Regions from separate parts of the Mus musculus genome. Here all the other regions are linked to region 2. The links are chromatin contacts, called in public HiChIP or PLAC-seq maps. All regions are on one chromosome and are shown on one strand. Each heading gives the region's core, a stretch centred on a gene start, on an enhancer-like site or on the middle of the called end of the contact. The rest is flanking DNA. Distances are from core to core; before and after follow the strand shown.

Evidence for each region. HiChIP or PLAC-seq counts read pairs in DNA pulled down with a chosen protein or histone mark.
Region 1: a contact with region 2 is called in a BATF HiChIP or PLAC-seq map of CD8 T cells, with 12 read pairs. The contact joins two enhancer-like sites. A contact is called at or near these places in 2 of 484 Hi-C or Micro-C datasets (B cells and erythroblasts), 1 of 115 datasets of contacts at active chromatin or transcription factors (CD8 T cells) and 2 of 9 other capture datasets (adipose tissue and liver).
Region 3: a BATF HiChIP or PLAC-seq map of CD8 T cells shows a contact between it and region 2, with 5 read pairs. The contact joins two enhancer-like sites. A contact is called at or near these places in 10 of 39 promoter capture datasets (the 3T3-L1 cell line, the C10 cell line, cranial neural crest and 7 more), 1 of 15 datasets of contacts at CTCF or cohesin (CD8 T cells), 4 of 484 Hi-C or Micro-C datasets (B cells, double positive thymocytes, erythroblasts and 1 more), 2 of 115 datasets of contacts at active chromatin or transcription factors (CD8 T cells and bone marrow-derived macrophages) and 2 of 9 other capture datasets (adipose tissue and liver).

What each region holds. Positions count from the first base shown.
Region 1 is chr9:124,142,531-124,145,230 of GRCm38.p6, reverse strand. No RefSeq gene overlaps it. Among named protein-coding and RNA genes, the nearest start is that of Ccr5, 22 kb to the right of the region's middle. Within about 2 kb of position 1,375, at least 67 of the 459 cell types and tissues checked have an H3K27ac peak or open chromatin away from gene starts, as enhancers often do. A contact at or near this core is called in CD8 T cells, where this site is marked.
Region 2 is chr9:123,834,776-123,837,509 of GRCm38.p6, reverse strand. It overlaps Fyco1 (FYVE and coiled-coil domain containing 1), which reads left to right. Exons shown (of 18, transcript NM_001110253.2): 5 at 2,611-2,717. Among named protein-coding and RNA genes, the nearest start is that of Gm51700, 10 kb to the left of the region's middle. Within about 2 kb of position 1,454, at least 20 of the 459 cell types and tissues checked have an H3K27ac peak or open chromatin away from gene starts, as enhancers often do. A contact at or near this core is called in CD8 T cells, where this site is marked.
Region 3 is chr9:124,113,498-124,116,197 of GRCm38.p6, reverse strand. No RefSeq gene overlaps it. Among named protein-coding and RNA genes, the nearest start is that of Ccr5, 6.7 kb to the left of the region's middle. Within about 2 kb of position 1,272, at least 17 of the 459 cell types and tissues checked have an H3K27ac peak or open chromatin away from gene starts, as enhancers often do. A contact at or near this core is called in CD8 T cells, where this site is marked.

The sequences.
Region 1 (2,700 bases), core at 126-2,625, 310 kb before region 2:
CAGTGGTTAAGAGAGTTGACTGCTCTTCCAAAGGTCCTGAGTTCAAATCCCAGCAACCACATGGTGGCTCACAATCATCCATAACAAAATCTGATGCTCTCTTCTGGAGTGTCTGAAGTCACACTACAGTGTACTTACATATAATAAATAAATAAATAAATAAATAAATAAATAAATAAATAAATAAATATTTTTAAAAAAAATACACAATGGTGAAACTTTCAAATAGCATCTATTCTAATTGTCTATGGTCCTTAGTGGGGAAAGTACCAAAACTACTTTTAGGAAACAATCTGTTTTCTGCCGGGTTAGTTCTTTAAGTTTACATGAATAAATATTCATGTGTTGTGAGTTTTGGAGAACTACTTTTTGGTAACATAGAGATGAAGCATGGGGGGAAATGCCACAGAATCCAAGTGGTAACATTTTAACACCTGTCAACATCTGTAATTTTCAGTGAAAGTAAAAAACTAAAACCAAGAATCAGATCATTTAGATTCCTGGGGATCCAGAGCTCCAAGAGGGTGTGAAGCATGTATATGGAAAGCTTGTTAGTTAGAGACTTCCCTATGGGACAGGATGAGGAATCAGGTAGCATAGAAGGAGCCATAATGTAGTAACAACCAGTGTTCAACTAATACTATAAGGGACAGTAGAGATAAGATGGCCTTGAGGTGTTGGAGTGCACCGCGTAAAGGTGTGTCTCTGTCCTTCCTCACTTGCCTAAGGGATTCTCTGATTGGTTTTAATAAAAATCTGAGGGCCAATAGCTTGGCATGAAGTGGAAGGTAGGACTTCTGTTAGAGAGAAAGGGACAATGGGGGAAAAAAGCAGAAGCAGAAATTTAGGGAGATGATTTGGAGGTGGATGGATGCGAACATGAGCGGAGAGGCACAACAGGTCATTGTGGGACATGGGAAAAATAGTCAAGTTAGAGGATCTGGGGGGTAGCTCCAAGTTAAACCCTAAGCTTTAAAAATATACCAGAGTCTCTATGTCCTTATTTATATAGCTGAACAGTCCGTAAATGTCCAACCACATTAAGGAATGTTCTGAACCAAGCCTTTCCATCAGCTTCCATATTCATCCACTTACTATGAAGCATTATAGCCTGGACAGGTAGTTCCAGGTCTCAGTAGCTCCATGCCTAGTAACCAAGGGAGTGGTAAGTGTATTGGTCCTGAAGAGAGCACCTGAACAGCTCTCATAGCATCCTTTATAATTAGAAAAGGCAATCTGGATTTCTTACAAATTTTATTTACTCTGAAAAATAAGAAATGAAAACTAAAATTTATAAAGCCACAGTTTTGTAAGACTATAGAAACCACACAGGGACACGTCAACCTGAAAGAGGAAGTCATGTGTCCAGTGAGGGCACAGTATCTATTTCTCCACCAGACCATTAGGTTGGCTTTTTATTCTGTCCACAAAATGTGAACAAAAAGATCAGAGATTGAGACATCTGCCCAGCCCCCATTTTTCTTACTCTATTTCCTCTTCTTGGATGTCTATTTGGACACCCAAGATTGATGGGGTTTGGATAACCTCTAATAAAAATGTTTTATGTTTCAATATTTTAAAATTAAAAAATTAGATACATTCTCATTTTACAAAAGTTTTTATAATAAAATTAAATTATGACTTATTCTAATTGTACAGGAAAAGAGTCTCAGTCTGTGCTACAGCCTACATGGATGTCTTAGATTCTAAAACATGTTGAACATTTAGAAAGCTCTGCTTCTTCCCTGCCAGATATCTCCAGGGACAGTTTCTGAGACTTGTGAGGGGTTGCACATCATTACTTTCACAGGCTTCAGAGTCTTCAAGGATATGATTTGAGCCATTCCTATCTACCCTAGAGTCAATGACCCTCATCTTGTCCTCTCAAAGGATTCAGCTACACCGTCTGGAATGGTTCTTAATAAACACCTCCGCCTCAAGGAAACCAGACTCTCTAAACCACAGGCTGGTCTCATACATTCTGAAGAGAACAGACATGGGAACAAAAAAAAAAGAGAAATGCATTTTTCTGTAAAGAAAAATGTATTTTTTTGTCTTTTGGTTTTGTTTGTCTGTTTTGTTTTGTTTTTCATTCTTTTACAACAGATCACTGAGGAAGATGCAGGCAGGAACTGAGTGGCCTGTCATTCTTATACCATCACAAGGCTGTGGATGTTTTGTTGTCTACCCATGTCATGTGCTGTTGGGAACAAAAAAGAGGCCCGGGGAAGAGGGGAAAGGAAAAGACCCACACCCTGCCAGAGTTTTACCTATTCTCTGGTTTGTCAGGTGTGGGAGAGCTGCCATACACTTTCCACTCAGCCCTGGGTGGGCATTCAAGCCTCTGACCCACTCTTCAGGAAGTGGCCAAGGGGCAGCCCTACCTGAGAACCCCAGAGCTACTTTGCTAAAGCCACCAGAGAGGGATGAGGGAAGAGGTTCCCAACACCTGCGAGAGTGAGTTCTGTGGATCTTGACTGGAGCACAGGAAGGCCTTCTAATGGGAGATTAGAAACTGCTCATTAGGAGAAATCCTGTCCCATCCTCCAAGTACAGTGGGCCTTGATGAGCAGAGACATTCTATGGTTTTAGAGCTTTATTACAGAAAGGCAGGGAGAAAGAGTGAAGGGAGAGAGAGAGAGAGAGAGAGAGAGAGAGAGAGAGAGAGAGAGAGAGAGACAGAGAGAGACAGAGAGAGAC
Region 2 (2,734 bases), core at 205-2,704:
AAATTTAAGCCCATGATGTAGAGCAATGTTTAATGTATCAGGTATCTAGAGACGTTCCGTTCCCTCTTCACTCTTGTGTCCCATTCCTCACACATTGCATCAGCACTGAAGCCTTCAGTCTCTGACTTTGGACAGGTGAGCTCTTACAGTAAGTTAGTTTTCATTCCTAGGGTCGTGAAGTGATTACTAAGAGTCTGCTTTTCAGCTCTTTTCCTCCTCTCCTCATAAAGAATTCAGACCTTTGAGGCCATACAGGCAAATATTAAAGAAGTTAAGGAAGCTGTGTGCTGACTTCCAGCGTGCTCACACAGGTTTTAGTGACAATTTCCTGTGGGACACAGGTTAATTATATGTGAAAGCTCTGTCCTCTGTCTTGGAATGTCACTAGGTGGGAAAACTGCTGGATATTCAGTACCTTAGTACTCGGGTACCCTTTGGGCCTTCAAGTGTAATGTGAATTTAATAGGTCAGAAGTTTTTATAGGACTCTGCAGCACTTTTTGAGCAGAAGATAACCATTTGGACTAAGATATGTGAGTGCTCTAGTAAGCCACTTCTGGAGGCTCACAATGGGTCTTTCAGGATTGTGTTTCCCTGAAGTATGTGGAGGCCAGCTCTGCTCCAGGAGCATAGCACAATGATCTACTTTAAAACAGAGGCAGCCCATGTTTCTTGAAGATCTCCTGGCCTGTGCTGCTGTTGTATGTCTTTTCAGTGTTGTTTATATGGGTCTGATTAGATGCTAAGAAAACTGGAAATGAAAGCTGACCCCAAATCTAAAACAATGTTTTAAAGGGATATATAGTTAATTTTATTTGCAGTACATAGGAAGTAATCCTTTTCTCAAAGGACATTTAAAAATACCTTTAAGTAAGTAGCTAGCTCCCTTTGTATAATCATCTCTTCAACTAATGAGCTCAAATGTTACCATATAAAAAGTTTTACTGCCATGAAGGAGGAATAATGACTTACTCCTGCTCTGGGAGCTTGCAGACAAGAGTGGTTTTGTGGGCAGGGGTCTCATCAAATTCCACCACTACTCCAGTTTTTGAGAATGTGGATGTGCACCTTGGCTGCTCAAATGTTGTTCCCACTGAGCACTTTGTTCTCAACTCACACATCAGAGGAGAAAGTATTTGGACATGGGTGTGACCTCAAGGCTGTTTGTCCTCTAAGCACCTGTTGAGATAACTATTTGGTAGCATAGTGTTTTATATCAAGTCAATCTGCTGCCCACCTCCACTTCAGCCATTATGACTATGTGCAATATGGGCATGGAGAAATGTCTTCTGCGTTCTGTAGTTCATGAGGTTTTTGTGCCTTTTAGAACCACTTCATGTTAGATTATTTCCTTGAGTCATCAGCAAGAAGATAAATACTTCTGAGTTAAAGGTGTTAACTGCTATTGGGATGTTTACAGCATCATCAGTGCCTTAGTGGTATGCCACATACTTCCTGTCTGAATCCAGGGCATCTTGATAGCAGAGAATAGTAAGACCCCTTTGTGACTAAACTACTGTCATTCCTCTCCTACCACGCTTGACCTTTAAAGAGGTAAGAGAGTGTTGGCCCTGCTCTGTCTACTTGTATCAACAGATATCTGTGGTAAGTTAGAATGTTTTGAATGCCTGTCTGCGTCTATGACTGATTAATTTGCAAACCTGTCTCACATGTCTTCTATGGCAGTTCCATTTAATCCACTTGTCTTGACTGCCATGTGCCCATAGCTAGTAGGGCCCTGCATTGTAGCCTCATTGCAGTGTCTGCCCAACAACATGTTATAAGTGACTAAACCTTAGATGGATCCCTTTATGCCTTTATGATTTGTCATCGTAGTCCTTGTAGAGTTATGGACACTTGGGCTGTTCTAAGACATCTACTCATAGGTGACAAGACTTCATGGAAAGCACTATATTCTCATCCATAGCACACTGATCATGAGCAATGAGTTAGCTTATCTGAAAAGAAACAAGCCCAATTAGGAAAGTATGGATAGATATGTGGGGAGGTTGATGGTTTTATCTCAATAATAGAGACAAAAAGAGGCTGTTATTCATCTGGCAATACCTTTGCAAAGCTCCCCTTACACAACTCCACTCTTTTTTCTGTTCTTCCCCTTTCTATACATTCCAACCAGACCTCTGAGGCCTCTCTTCCTGAGCTTGCCCTACCCCAGGCCCCCCTCCCTAGTATGTTAAGACCAGTACCAGAAAATCTTAACATCCCTTTCTCCTGTAGCTTCTATGTAAGAAGCCATTCAGCTACCTCCAGATTTCATTCCTTACTCCAGATTAAATCAAGGAGTTTCCTGTCTGACTCAGATTCTGATGGAAAGAGGAGCAAGAGTGACTCCATCAAATATTTAGGTGTTTGAGTTGCCTTGATATATCTTACTTCATCTGTTTCCTATAGACTATTTTCAGATGTCCTGGGATAAGCAGCCCCACTTCAGGCTTCACTCTAGGGTGACAATGCCAAATGTTTTGTGTCCTTTGAAGGGTATGAGGGCTGCTACTATCAGAATAGGGTTGAATGGCATGTTTTGTCCTGTATGTGGCCTTTGCTAATCCTCCATGAGGCGGGTATTTATCTCGATATAATGCGTTTTCAGCTCCGAACATCTCTGGGGAAAGGGAGAGCCTTCATTCGCTACTCTTTGGTGCACCAGAGGCTGGCAGACACCTTGCAGCAGTGCTTCATGAACACTAAAGTGACCAGGTAATTGCAAGTCTGTG
Region 3 (2,700 bases), core at 23-2,522, 280 kb before region 2:
TTGTTGTTGTTGTTGTTGTTGTTGTTGTTGTTGTTGTTGTTGGGTGCCTTTGGTAATGTTTCCTCAATATTGTAGCACAGTAATTTATTTGTGCTTTTAAATTTTTTTATGGGATAGGCATAATGAAACACCCTTACTCTTTGAGTATGAGGCCAGCCCACTACACATAGTAAGTTCCAGGCCAGTTAGGGCTAAATAAGAGACCTTGTATCAAAAAAAATTTTTATTGTGAGTATATTTCTTTATTTGCAGTTTTAATTGAGGGCTTATATCTTATCTGTATAGCTTTTCCAGTTCTGATTTGCGTAGACTTATAAAACCAAGATCTGGTGATAAGGAATATGCCCTTCATATGGCCCAGGAAAGTACCCTCTATCTTGCCTAGTGGGTAAGGGTCATTCTGACCTTAGGTAGAACCAGGTGGTTTTGAATTGAATGAAAAGAGAATCCCAGATGCTTCCTTCTTCCTGCCTAGTGTCTTTTGCTCCACATCACAACATTATCTGTGTTACAAAGCAGATAGGATCTTTTCTGTAATTTACTAACAGGAACAATGGCATACTGTCATTGTCAACATTCTTTTATTTTATAAAGGAGTAGGAAGTCCTTAGTGCCTACAAGGTTACCTTTAGGGTAGCAAGAAACTTCTCACAGTCCTTATGGAAATAAGAATATTCTACTCACCACCTTTCAATATCACACATTGTCATCTAGGTGCCTGAACAATGATGCTTGGGTTTAATGACTCCCAATCTTTTTACCTTCCACCTCACACTCCTGTCATGGAAACTGGAATTGGAAGGTATTATGTGCTATTTTCTCATTTCTGTCTTAGTCTTCTAGATATTTGTAATGGAACATATAACTCTCTCCCCAACTTATATAACACTTATATGCACCATGGAAAATAACACACCATGTAAATACTCAGAGGGTGTCTGCTGTATACATTCATTAGATATGTCTGGACATGCTATAAACTACTTAGCTGAGTTCAGAATTCTTTCCAATGTATTTGGAATCTTAATTTAATGCTGTGCTAAGACATGGATCTAAGGCAATCTTGGAGATGGTAGCAGTTTTTAACTACCAATTAAGGCTTTTAGCATGCCACTGTCATCACACCTGGTCAGATCACACCTGCAGCTCTATGCATAACAGGATATCACATAAGAATCTCCTGGTGACTCTGGAACTGGCAACTCTAACCTATGGCTCAGGGCAAAAGTGTTAAGTGCTTTACCATTACAGAGGAAACCACTGACACTTGGGGTTAGACACCTCTCCTAGGCTTACTAAGAAGTGACAGAACCATTCCTGTGCTGTCTCATCAACTCTTCCTAATACTGTATAAGTAGCCAATTAGGAGAGGACAAGTTTGATGAGGCCTCTTGTTGGAGGCCAGCTCTGGTGTTTTTGTTCACTCTTGAAGGTAGCTGTGGGGAAAGTGTCTGTGGGAGCAAGACTTGGTTTTGACAGACATTAGGGTTGCTTTTTATTATTAAAATGTTTACCTGTCTTAAGTCTAAGTTACTTTGCAGAGGTAGCTGGACTGCCTGTCTTTCCTCTGAGACCAGAAACTGCAGAGTCTCTGGTTGTTTAGCAATACTTGATTGTAAAATGGGGGGCAGGGGATTAAGTAAAGTAGCCTTTGTTTTATCTCCTCAGGAACTTAGGGATGGGAGTTCAGACTGAGAGTGAAAGACACAGGAAGAAAAGGAAACTCTTTGAAAAGTGATTTTAATCTTTATTTCTAAGTTTTTCTCCAGAAAAATTCTCTTCTTCAAAAATTCTCTCTAAAAATTTTCCAAAAATTTTCTCTTAATTTCCAAATTCCCTTTTATTTTCTAAATTATTCTACCCTGCTGTTCTGATGTAATAGTGTCATGCAATGTGATAAGTCCTTGTTTTTTATACCTTTTCTAATTGAATAGATCACATGGTTTTCCCAAGCATCCTTTTAAAGAAAAGTTCACTATAAGTTCAAATATAAATTCAAATCATAAATTAAATAAGAAGTTTACAAGAGAATGCTTACATATGTTCCCATTGAGACTAGACATCAATTATCTTTCATTAGCTCTACAGGTTCATGGAGAGTTAAAGACCATAACTAAGCTATCATTGAGGTTTTGTATAGATAAAACCAGTCAATATTTTATCTCCTGTTCTTGTACCTACAATAAATCATTAGTTCCTTCTTATGACCTTTGGTTGTTTTACAACCTCTTAGAAAGTGTTGTAAGTTGTAAATGTCTTCTTTCTATCTCAGAAGCAATTAACTCATGACACTTGAAGATTGACAGAGTTCTCATTGCAGTTTTCATATCAGAGGCCGTAACAGAACTCCTAGTATAAAGGGTTCAAGAATGACTAGTATACTTTCAGGAATTCTTAAAGGATCATAATTAAGATTTAAGAAATATATATAGTCTCGTGTCTCTAGCTGCATATGTTGCAGAAGATGGCCTAGTCGGCTATCATTGGGAAGAGAGGCCCCTTGGTCTTGCAAACTTTATATGCCCCAGTACAGGGGAATGTCAAGGTCAAGAAGTGGGAGTGGGTGGGTAGGGGAGCAGGGTAGGGGGAGGGTACAGTGAACTTTTGGGATAGCATTTGAAATGTAAATAAAGAAAATATCTAATAAAAAAGAAATAATTTATTTGTCTGTATAGCATCACTACAAGATGGTACAATTTG